Linked DNA regions of Mus musculus: region 1 is linked to region 2. The links are chromatin contacts, called in public promoter capture Hi-C maps. All regions are on one chromosome and are shown on one strand. Each heading gives the region's core, a stretch centred on a gene start, on an enhancer-like site or on the middle of the called end of the contact. The rest is flanking DNA. Distances are from core to core; before and after follow the strand shown.

Region 1 (5,143 bases), core at 2,082-4,581, 340 kb after region 2:
CGTCTGTGCTCGATGACTTCAATTTTGATGAATAAAACCAAGCCTTGAAAGGGGGGGGGGGGAGAATGATAGTGACTTTTAGGCAAAGTCAGTTAATGCTAAGTTCAGAATTCGATTTTAATACTTTCATTTTAATAAACTCTCAACCTGGAACCTGGAATTATCCTTAAAATCCTTTTCAAGAAAAGTAAGATTACAGATTCCTGCCAGACACCTAAGACAACAGTTTATATTCCAGGAAAGGATTCTTTCAAACCTATCCAGAGTGATTATTGCACAGTGGGGCCCACGGACAGAGACTTGCAAGGCGAGGGCTTACACTAAAAAGGCCACAACAAACACAGCTACACATTCTGCCCCACTCTAGCTCAACTTGATGAACACAAACATGGATCCTGCTTAGAAAGGAAACTCCTGAGGAAAGAAAGGGATGAAGACTGCACCAAGGCCACTGTTGTCAGAACTTCCATTGTATTTCCACCGCCATGAGGGGCGCTCACAAACAAGTACCGAGAGAGGGGCCAGGGACAAAAGGCTCTCCCAGCACTTGCTCGCTGTCTCACTCAGCTCCGACTGAGCATGAGAAGAACTTCCTAGCAGAAGTCTTCCTAACAGAGTCTGCACAGCCAGCAGGCTCCTGGCGGTCAGCCCTGATCACTGGGAGGGCTGGGGTGTCAGTGAGACGCCTCGACCCTGTCTCTAGTACACGCCAGTGTCTGTCTAAGCCATTATCTTTAGCTCAGTCCTTGACATTTACAAATGGAATTATGATCGCGATTTTTTCCTTTCCCTTTTAAAATACAAGTAGCACCAGGTTTCACGCTAATGTGAATTTCCCCACACCCTTCCCATGGTCATGAAGGTATTTGGCAATCAGTCCATGCAGCAACCTATGATGTACAAACAAGGTAGCCCAAGGTGTAAGCCCTCCCGCTCGCCCTACTTAAATGTCAACCCTGAGCACACAAATCAAAACATACAACTCTAGAAGTTATTATCTTCTCCTTCTCAAAACATACAACTCTAGAAGTTATTATCTTCTCCAGCTTCCTGTTAAAAGCCATCCCCTGCACACAGCACAGCCAGAGCCACGGCGGGCAGCTGATCTGTCCTAGCTCCGTAGATGGCAGGTTCCTCATGACTCCTGCTTTCAAAGCACTCACTCATTCTAAAATGGTATGCTATACACAAAACCATCTGCTTTATTCCAGAATACATCATCGTCATGAGAATAAAAAGCTTTGTATGCACACACTGCCAATACATTTAAAAGGCCCAAATGTTAACAAGTAGAATAGACAAATTCAGACAAAAGATCATAAATTACTTTGGCCGGCAAAAAAAAAATCTGGCTCAACATTTTGCTTGCAGATTTTCTACACATTGTGTGTGTGTGTGTGTAGTATATTTGTGTGAAAAGGGCTTTTTCAAAAGGAATGACGTGTGGCCTAGCCCACTTCCCACAATTATGTTGGGACTACAATGTTCTTTGCTAACAAAACAAGAAGGGCAAGGTCTGCATTCCCACCAACTCGATGCAGAGCCCCGAGCGCTTCCTGCAGAGTGAAGCCGGCACCAAGAATCCTGTCAACATCTGCAGCAGGAAAGATGAACGGTGGAAGAACGGAGGGGGTGGACAAGGACTGTGTGGGAGGTTGGTCCAATCCACTACGGGGCAACCCAGCTCCAGGGCAGACACTGCTGGTCTCCGGCCTGTCTGGGCCTGGATTATGCACATGCTCTGAAGGCTGACTGTGGGCACCCTCACTTGCTGCAAGTTCAGGTGCTATTTCTACCCCTGAGGTGCAGGGCAACTGCTCAGACAGTTTAGCTGAGGTTATGGCGACAGAACAGCTCTTCCTGGCTGACTCTGTTGATCTGCGGACATCTTCTCGGTCAGGTGACAAGCCATCACCCAGACCTTCAAAGCTAGTGGATGCTTCATCTTCTACCGCAGCACAAGGGGCAGTTCCTACGATTTCTGTCTTTCCTGATTCAGAGGTGGCCTGGTGACAGGAGCCTTGTGAGTACTGGTCACTAGGGGTCAAATGCACACTTTGGACCCTTCTTCCTGAAAGGTCTGAAACACTTGGTTGGCTCTCAGCTCCTATCTCTGACTGACAGGTAACATGCTCAGGTGACTCTTCTGAAGCTGGCTTACAGCTAATGACCAAAAGCTCATGGAGTTCTTTCAAGGCCACTGTGACAGATGAACAAAATTCTTCTGCTGATTCCACAGAGGGCTGACCGTGGCCACTTAGAAGGGAAGAGGAATTGTCATCTTTGTTATCCATTGTAGACATGTCAACATTATCTTCTGGGAGCTGCAATTCCCGAGTCAAGATGGAATGTTCCACAGGCTCACAGGACGGGTTAGACTGTAATGTCTCCACTTCCATAGTGGGATTATCTGAAGCGAGATGTGCTACACTAGGGCTCTTGATGACGGCATCCTGCCTGCCTGTTGAGCTGCACATAGCAACCAGAGACTGTTCAGCTGTATCTACTTCCATCAGGGCTTCTGAGCATGGACAGCTACAGAGTCCTGAAGCTGGAAGACCCTTCTCTGCACTGGGAAGATGAGCGTGTCTTTGTAGCTCACCTTTCCTCAGAGCTTCCAAACTGACAACTTCTTCATGAAGCTCAAGGTCTTCTGCGTCACAAAGACAGCCCTGGTCCTGTGGAACACTCTGCTGTCCAGCCTCTCGCTGTACACTCCCTGTTTCTCTGTGCTGCTGAAGGCCGTTCACGGGACTTGGGGTCTGATTTTCTGGATGCCAACTCTTTTCCTCCGCAAATATCTGTGGCTCCCGCATCCCAGTAGTTGTGAGAGTTAAACTAGCGTCCTGTCTTGTGTGGAGATACACTCTGAGGCCCTGGGTTCCTTTCTCAACAGATTTCTCCAGATTACCTGCAACAACGGCTTCTTTTGATGACTTATGGAAAGGCATGGCTAGACTCTGCTCTGCTGAGGAAGCAAGGTCAGGAAGAACCTGCAGAGGAGGAGGGTCTGTTTTCTTAGAGTTTGTCTGGAATTCAGCTGAAGCCTTCGTAGCCTCCATAGCTAGAGATTCAATGCTATTGGGGTCACCGGGCTTGATGGCGCAGACGGAAGCAGAAACAGAGCGAGCGAGACTCGTCGGGCTACCAACCTCAGGACTCTGCCCTGAAGGAGCTGGATGGTCAAACCCATCTGAAGTCGGCAATGATGACATTCCCAGTGAGGTAGATTCTTTACTGCTTTTCTCTGTAATAAAGAGAAAAGAGAAAAAGATTAGCTAGCAGACCACTAACTTATCAGAGTTGAATCCTCAATAGAATAAAAGCAGGCCTTTTAATTTAGGTCTCTCTTGCAAATATGCTAAAAAAAAAAAAAATACAAGAATCTTTCTCATGGTGGCAAGGTAGCATCTGTCACTGAAGCTGAAATGGGTGTGTGCTTAATAAACATTAAAATTCCATATGTAAAGAAAGCACTATTAGCGTGCACTTCACAATGGATGGGTCAGTGCTCACACTTAAAAGATACTTATTGATGTATTTATTCACTCCAGAAAGGCTCTCACTGCACAGCAGAGCTGGCCGTAAGCTGAGAGGCGCCTGCCTGGCTTCTGCAGTGCTGGGCTATGGGAGCGCATCACCACACCAAGCAGTCACTTTATTTCTGGTGATTTTTTGCATCTTCACAGGATGATTCTCATGACAAGGCTTTTTCCCCTCTTTAAAACAACAACAAACAAACAAACAAAACCCAATAGGTTCTCACTCTGTAGCCTAGGCTGGCCAACTCACTATAGTAAAGCCAGATAAGCCTTTAATTATCAGCAATCCTTGTGCGTCAGCCTCCTAAGCACTGGGGTTACAGCATGGGCCACCACTGTTGGCTCCAGTTCGCTGTTCATGTTTCAAGTGTAAGCACAGGTGTCCAAAAGCAAGCACGCTGGCAAGAGAGCAGGGCAACCAAGAGAGGTGGGGTTTACATGCCTGGAGAGCTCTAGAAGACAGACAAGTAAACAGTGGATTTTATTTCTAGCCAAGCTTTTCAAAAACCATGGTAAAACTAAGCACCCAATTCAAAGAACAAAACAAAAAATGAAGCAGACAGAATTTTATTTATCTGTTCAACCACTGTGCATTCATACTTGAGGCCTCCACATTTCCTGTACTCTTGACTTCATGTATAAGGACGATGGCTCCCAGTGTCAGAGCTATGGGTATGCATTACTGTTCTCAAATTTCTGTAGTGCTCTGGACCAAACCAACCTCATCTTACATATGCCAGGAGGCCTTCTGCTAATCCAACTACATCTCTAGCTCTCTAACGAGCTCTGTTCAGCCTGAAACGTGTGGGAGTTTCCTGCTTTAGTGTGAGTGCTGGGATCAACATGCAGGATTACGCCCAGCTTCTCAATGCTGTACCCTCGTACAGCACAACAGAACTGACCAGGCGTAGGCACGTCACTGAATCCACAGGAGGGCAGAGGAAGAGTGTAATCATTCTTTGATAGGCAACAATAACTTACACCCACCCGAATTTGATTGCCCTTCAAACTTGATGCGGAAGCCACAGTGGTCCAACTCCTCTGGCACTATTAAAAACCAGCCTCTAACCACCAAAAATATCTTTAATTAAAAGGCATAGATTGCTATCAACCCTGGAAATATTGGTTCCTGGGTTATTAAATTCAATTCAGATGCTTTGTGCTGAACACTAACATCAGTGTGAGTGCTGGTTTTCCACTGGTGAGGTCACACAGAGTGCAGTTATGATGCTAACATCACTAATTAATTCATCAGACCCCGCTGAGCTGCATGAGAGAGAGGATGGGCCTGCTGGAAGTTGTCAGCTTTTCCTTTTTGTGGTTGAGATGGGATCTCCTGTAGCCTATGTTGTTCTTTCTGTTTGTTTTATGAGAAAGAGTTTCTTTGGCTATACTGGAACTCACTTTGTAGACCAGGCTGGCCTTGAACTCAAGAGCAAATGCTGGGCTCAAAGGCCAGTGGCACCCCCTCAAGGTAGTGACTAACTTCTTTTTTTTTCAGGGTTTCTCTGTGTAGCCCTGGCTGTCCTAGAACTCAGAAATCCGCCTGCCTCTGCCTCCAGAGTGCTGGGATTAAAGGCAAAGGTGTGCGCCACCACGCC
Region 2 (5,356 bases), core at 1,366-3,865:
TATGTACTATATATGAGTGTGGTGTCTGTGTATGTGTTAGGGTATGTGTGTGTATGAGTGTTTGTATGTATGTGTATATAAGTATATTTGTGTGGAGAGAGAGCGTGTGCATGTGTGTGTTGTATCACACATGTGGTGCATGTCTGTGGAGGGCAGAGGACCACCTTTAGGAGTTGGCTCTGTGCCTCTACCAGGCAACTTCTGGAGCCCAGCTCCATTCTTCAGGCCTGTGCAGCCCATTACTCACCGGGGCCATCATCCGCAGGCCTGGATTCTGCTATTGAGACAGGGTTTCACACCATCATCCAGAGCAGCCTGGATCTTTCTGTCCTCCTGCCCCAGCTTCCCAAGTGCTGGATCACAAGTTGTGTAAGCTTTAACATGAGCACATTTCTGTTCTCTGAGGTATTGCAGGGAGAGGAGCTGCTTGACCCTGTGAGACCACACGTCGGTTTCCAAAATGGCGGCCCGTTTTCCATCCTATCACGATAGAGAGGGTTCCTGTTTCCCCATAGCCTCAGCGACACTTGTTACTGCCTGTCGCTTTGGTTGCCGCCATTTTAGTGGGTGTGAAATGGAATTTCGCTGTGGTTTACAATCCCTAGTGACTAATGACATTGTCTTCACTCAGTCTACAATAACAAAAGAATACCACAGATTGGGTGACTCAGATGACAGAAGCAGATTTCTCACACTTGGGACTGCGAGATGGCTCTTTGGGTAAATACGCTTAATGACAAGTCTAATGGGCTGAGTTTGATCGCAGGACTCACACAGAGGAAGGACAGAATTTCCCAAAGGTGTCATCCAGCTTCCACAAGTACACAATAAATAAACAAACATGTATTTTATAAATCTCCTCAGATTTGAAAAGCTATAAGTCCAAGCTGAGGTGGAATTGGAGCTAGCTTTGTGGGGGACCTCTCCCTGGTGTGCATTCAACTGCCTTCTTGCCCGATGTGCCAGTGGTGGTGGGGAGAGGGGCTCGTATACCTTCTTTTGATGTCACTGTAGTTTGGAGATATTTTTTTCCCCTTTGAGCTTTTCTTTTCTTTTTTTTTAAAGATTTATTTATTTATTTATTTATTTATTTATTCATTTATTATATGTAAGTACACTGTAGCTGTCTTCAGATGCACCAGAAGAGGGCATCAGATCTCATTACAGATGGTTGTGAGCCACCATGTGGTTGCTGGGATTTGAACTTCGGACCTTCAGAAGAGCAGTCGGGTGCTCTTACCCACTGAGCCATCTCACCAGACCCCCCTTTGAGCTTTTCAAAACAGGGTTTCTCTCTTAGCAGCTCTGGGTTTCCTGGACTCACTCTGTAGACCAGGCTGGCCTCAAATTCACAGAGATCTGCCTGCCTCTGCCTCCTGGGTGATGGGATTAACAACCTGTCCCACCAAACCCGGCTTGGAGTTAAATTTTCCTGTAGTTGAGAATGATGTTGGTGATCTTGTGTTTCCAGCCCTCCTGCCTCCACCTCCCAAGTGCTGGGAGTATGGGACGGAGCAGTGACACCCTGTTCTCACCTGCCTGTGTTATAGGGCAGTAATTGTAGCCCTGAGGGCCCCCGTTCTCCTTGTGTGTGAATGGTGAATGCCATGCGGGTGTGCAGTAGAGAAGGAACTTCGCGGTTGTGTGTGTGAATTATATCCAGTTGCTTCAGTACAATCTGTTGAAACCTACCCCCCAACACACACACACACACACACACACACACACACACACTCAAACACACACACACACTCAAACACACACAGACACATACACACTAACACACACACATACAAACACACACACAGACACACACTCAAACACACATACACAAACACACACACATTCAAATTCACACAGAGACACACACACACACACAACACACATACACAAATGCACACACAAACACACAGAGACACACACACACATAGACAATTTTCTTAAGGGCTTGCTAACCAGGGCTGGAGAGCTGGCTCGGAGGTTCAAAGCACTTGCTGCTCTTGCAGAGAGAGAACTCAAAGTTCAGGTCCCGGCACCCACGTAGGAGCTCCCAACCATCTGTAACTCCAAGCCCAGGGGACCTGATGCCCTCTTCTGGCCTCTGAGGACACCAGACACACGTGGTACACAGATATCGATGCAGGCAACGCATGAACAGTGTTTTAAAACCGTGAGTCTTGGGCCGACTGGAGAGCTGGCTCGGAGGTTTGGAGCTTGTGTTGTTCTTTCCGAGGACCTGGGTTCAGTTGCCAGCATCTACTTGGTGGTTCATAACCATCCATTAGCTTCAATTCTAGGGGGTCTCATACCTTCTTCTGGCCTCTGGGGGGACAGGGCATGCATGTGGTACACATATATACCTAGAGACAAAATTTTCACTTATGTAAAATAAAATAAGTAAATTAAAAACAAACAAACAAACAAACAAACAAACAAACAAACAAACTGGGATTTAGGTTTTCCTCAGCAGAGATGTGGGGCCCCGAGACAGTTCTGTTACTGGAAAGCCCCATTTGAAACGATTACCTCACACTAGTCTGTCCTTACCTTTGCCCAGCTTACACCTCAGCCCCCACGTGGCCTCTATGTAACCACTTCTGGCTCCTTAGTCTCTAAGCCCTACACGTGACTATGTCAAGGACAAGCCATTCCAACTGAAGGCCCCTGGGGAGCCCTCTGCTCTACAGTCTGCTGTCTCGCTCAGTGCCAGGCACTCACTTGGTGCCACGTGTAAACCAGGCTCCGCACGGGAATTCAGTGGTGAATGACACAGGCTGCCCCTGACCCCACACACATACCAGGAAGATAACAGACCGGAAGCTATAAGCCATCATGGTCAGGGTTGAGAAACCTAGCAACCAGGAGCCTAACAGGGAAAGCTTCCTGGAGGAAGCAAATTAAAGCTGAGGTTGCAAGAATGAGGAACAGGCATCAGGCAAAACAGGGCTGGAGGAGGGAGGAGGTGGTCCAGGCAAAGGGACCAGCATTTGTCAATGAATGGCGGAGAGAAGGTGGCTCGGGTTGGGGAAGGCACAGGAGAGGGTCTGTACTCTGTCAAGCTTTAGGAATCCCACTTTCTTCTTCTAGACCGGAGTGGGTGGAGGACCTGGGCTCCAAGGAAATCTAGCTCCCTTGATCTCTACACTGGGGCCTTCCTTTCTGGAAAGGTCACAGTCTTTGGCTCACACCTGGGTCCCGTAGCTAGACTCCTTCCTTCCCTCTGGCCCAGGGCACAGCGGAGGACACCACATCCCCCTGCAGGATTTAGAGCTGAAAGAACTTATAGAAAGGTTTCTTCCTCCACCTCCCCCGCCAGAGCGTCCTCATCCTGCAACAAAGACGACGAGCCCTGAGGCTCTGCCTGGCTTTCCTGTGGCACCTCCACTCCGTCCTGTTTGCCTTGGACATGGGCCCCGAGCTGGGAACAAGGAGGGACACGGAGGAAGGACATAGCCCTGAACCCTGATCTCTCAGCAAAGATCTCCGCCATACTGCTTCCCCAGTCAGGAGTCTGGTGAGTGAAGACCTATGAGACCCACCTGAACCTTCGTCTGCTCTTCAGTCCAGCCCAGAGTCATCTTGGGCTAACTTCTCAGGGGCATTGTCAAGAAGGGGAGGCCAGACTTCCACCTGTCTACTCCAGGACTCGAGAGGCAGAGCCAGATGGGGAGCCAGCTAGCAATCATTTATCTCACTTAACTGCATCCTGCCCATTGTGCGGATGGAAAAACTAAGGTGCAGATTGTAAGACAAAAGAGGCAGAGGCAAAACAGAGCCAGATCTCCAGACTCTGAACCTTCTGTTCGGTTCTTTCCTCAGCTTCTCAATGCTCGCAGACGTCTGCCATAGGAACCCGGGGGGTGGAGTGGGGGACTGGCAGGAGTGTCACATCTCATGTTTAGTCTTTGGTGGCCAGGGACTGGCAGGTGCTGTAGGAACGGCTCTCTTGTCTCAGATCCTGGAAATGGGCCTCCTGGCAGCCATGGAGATTAAGGTCCCTCCCAGGCCCCGTCATGCTTCACTGGAGGTTGACACTTCCCTGGCTCCCAGCTCCAAAAACATCAACGAAATGGGACCCAACAGAACAGGCCTTGTTTGGTCGTAAGGACCAGGTCCGCGCCTTGCAGGTTCCACTGTTGCTTGGAACTCAGGGAACGCACACCTGGAAAACTCGGGGCATCTGAGCCCCCTTTGACAGGACTTAGACGACCTTGGCTTGTGAGGGCGGGCTGCTTCGGGGGTGTGAGGAAGTGGGGCTTTGCTCTGGGTCATGTGTCATCACAGAGCAGAGGCAACTCTGACTGGGGATCTTAGAGATTTTTTTTTTTTTAATCTAAAAGGAAGAGCCACGAAGTGAAGCTGAAGGCACTGTCACCCGTCCAGCCAGGATCGGGGATGTTGGATTCTCCTGTGCTTTAGAGTGTGTTCTTTTATGAATTTGCGTTCAGACGTGACAGGGCAGAGTCCCGGTGCATTTCGGTCCTACCGTGGCTTTGCTGGACATGCCAATCTTCAGCATTGCTTCTGTGTCCGGGGCCAGCATCCCGGGAGGGACCTCAGAGGGACCCTCCTGCCGTTTTCCGTTCAGAAGCTGAGCCAGCAGCCTTGCACTGACTGCTAGCAAGGAGCAGGTCCCAGCCAGGTAGACAGGCTTGCTCTGTGGCTGCAAAGGAAGGTGGACCCGAGTCCAGATCCCAAGGTTCTCCCTCGGAGGAGGCTTGCACCCTAATATGCCTTGCATCTTTATTCTTTCATAAACGTCGAAGGGACACTCGTTTTATGCCAAGACCCAAGTACCTCAGGCCAGTGCCTTAATTCTCAGTGCTCAGTTTGTCTCTCTGGGAAATGGGTACAATGTTAGTGCCTGAGATAGATGAGGGCCTATTGCATTGCCCTGAATTGCTGTGGTTAAACACTGGGTGTCAAGTGTGGAGCCATGCTGATCTGTACCATCATAGACCTTATTACAGAGAGGCAAGGAGAGGGCGGCTCGGGAGAACATGTCTTGTTCCTCCTTGTCATGGCCTAGAGACCGGAGACCCCAGTGATTCCCCACACAGCCTGGGCTGCATAGACCAGGATCTGAGGGTTCCAGAGTTCTGGTCCCTCCAGTCTATACTACCCCTTAACTCCCCCAACATAGCTGGGAGGGGGGCATCTCTTGAAATTGCCCTGGCTAGCCCCTGACACCATTCAGGCCCAGGACTGACTACCCCAGAAGGGAGGCTGCTGTTTCCAACCCGAACCCCACCTCTGCATGCCACGGGGCGCTGCCGACCCGATGTCTTGTGGTTCTCCAGGCTCTCTAAACACAGCCCATGGGAGCCGCTGGGGCCCAGAGGCAGAGAGGGCACAG

Evidence for each region. Promoter capture Hi-C pulls out the DNA fragments that hold promoters and counts their contacts.
Region 1: a contact with region 2 is called in a promoter capture Hi-C map of liver. The contact joins the promoter of Rsc1a1 here to the enhancer-like site in region 2. A contact is called at or near these places in 7 of 39 promoter capture datasets (the C10 cell line, the HPC-7 cell line, cranial neural crest and 4 more).

The regions. Positions count from the first base shown.
Region 1 is chr4:141,682,385-141,687,527 of GRCm38.p6, forward strand. It overlaps Rsc1a1 (regulatory solute carrier protein, family 1, member 1), which reads right to left and starts at 3,332. Exons shown (of 1, transcript NM_023544.5): 1 at 1,179-3,332. The coding sequence starts at 3,215. The coding sequence ends at 1,467. Ddi2 (DNA-damage inducible protein 2) reads right to left here. Exons shown (of 10, transcript NM_001017966.2): 10 at 1,179-3,247.
Region 2 is chr4:141,344,851-141,350,206 of GRCm38.p6, forward strand. No RefSeq gene overlaps it. Among named protein-coding and RNA genes, the nearest start is that of Fam131c, 21 kb to the right of the region's middle. Within about 2 kb of position 2,616, at least 24 of the 459 cell types and tissues checked have an H3K27ac peak or open chromatin away from gene starts, as enhancers often do. A contact at or near this core is called in liver, where this site is marked.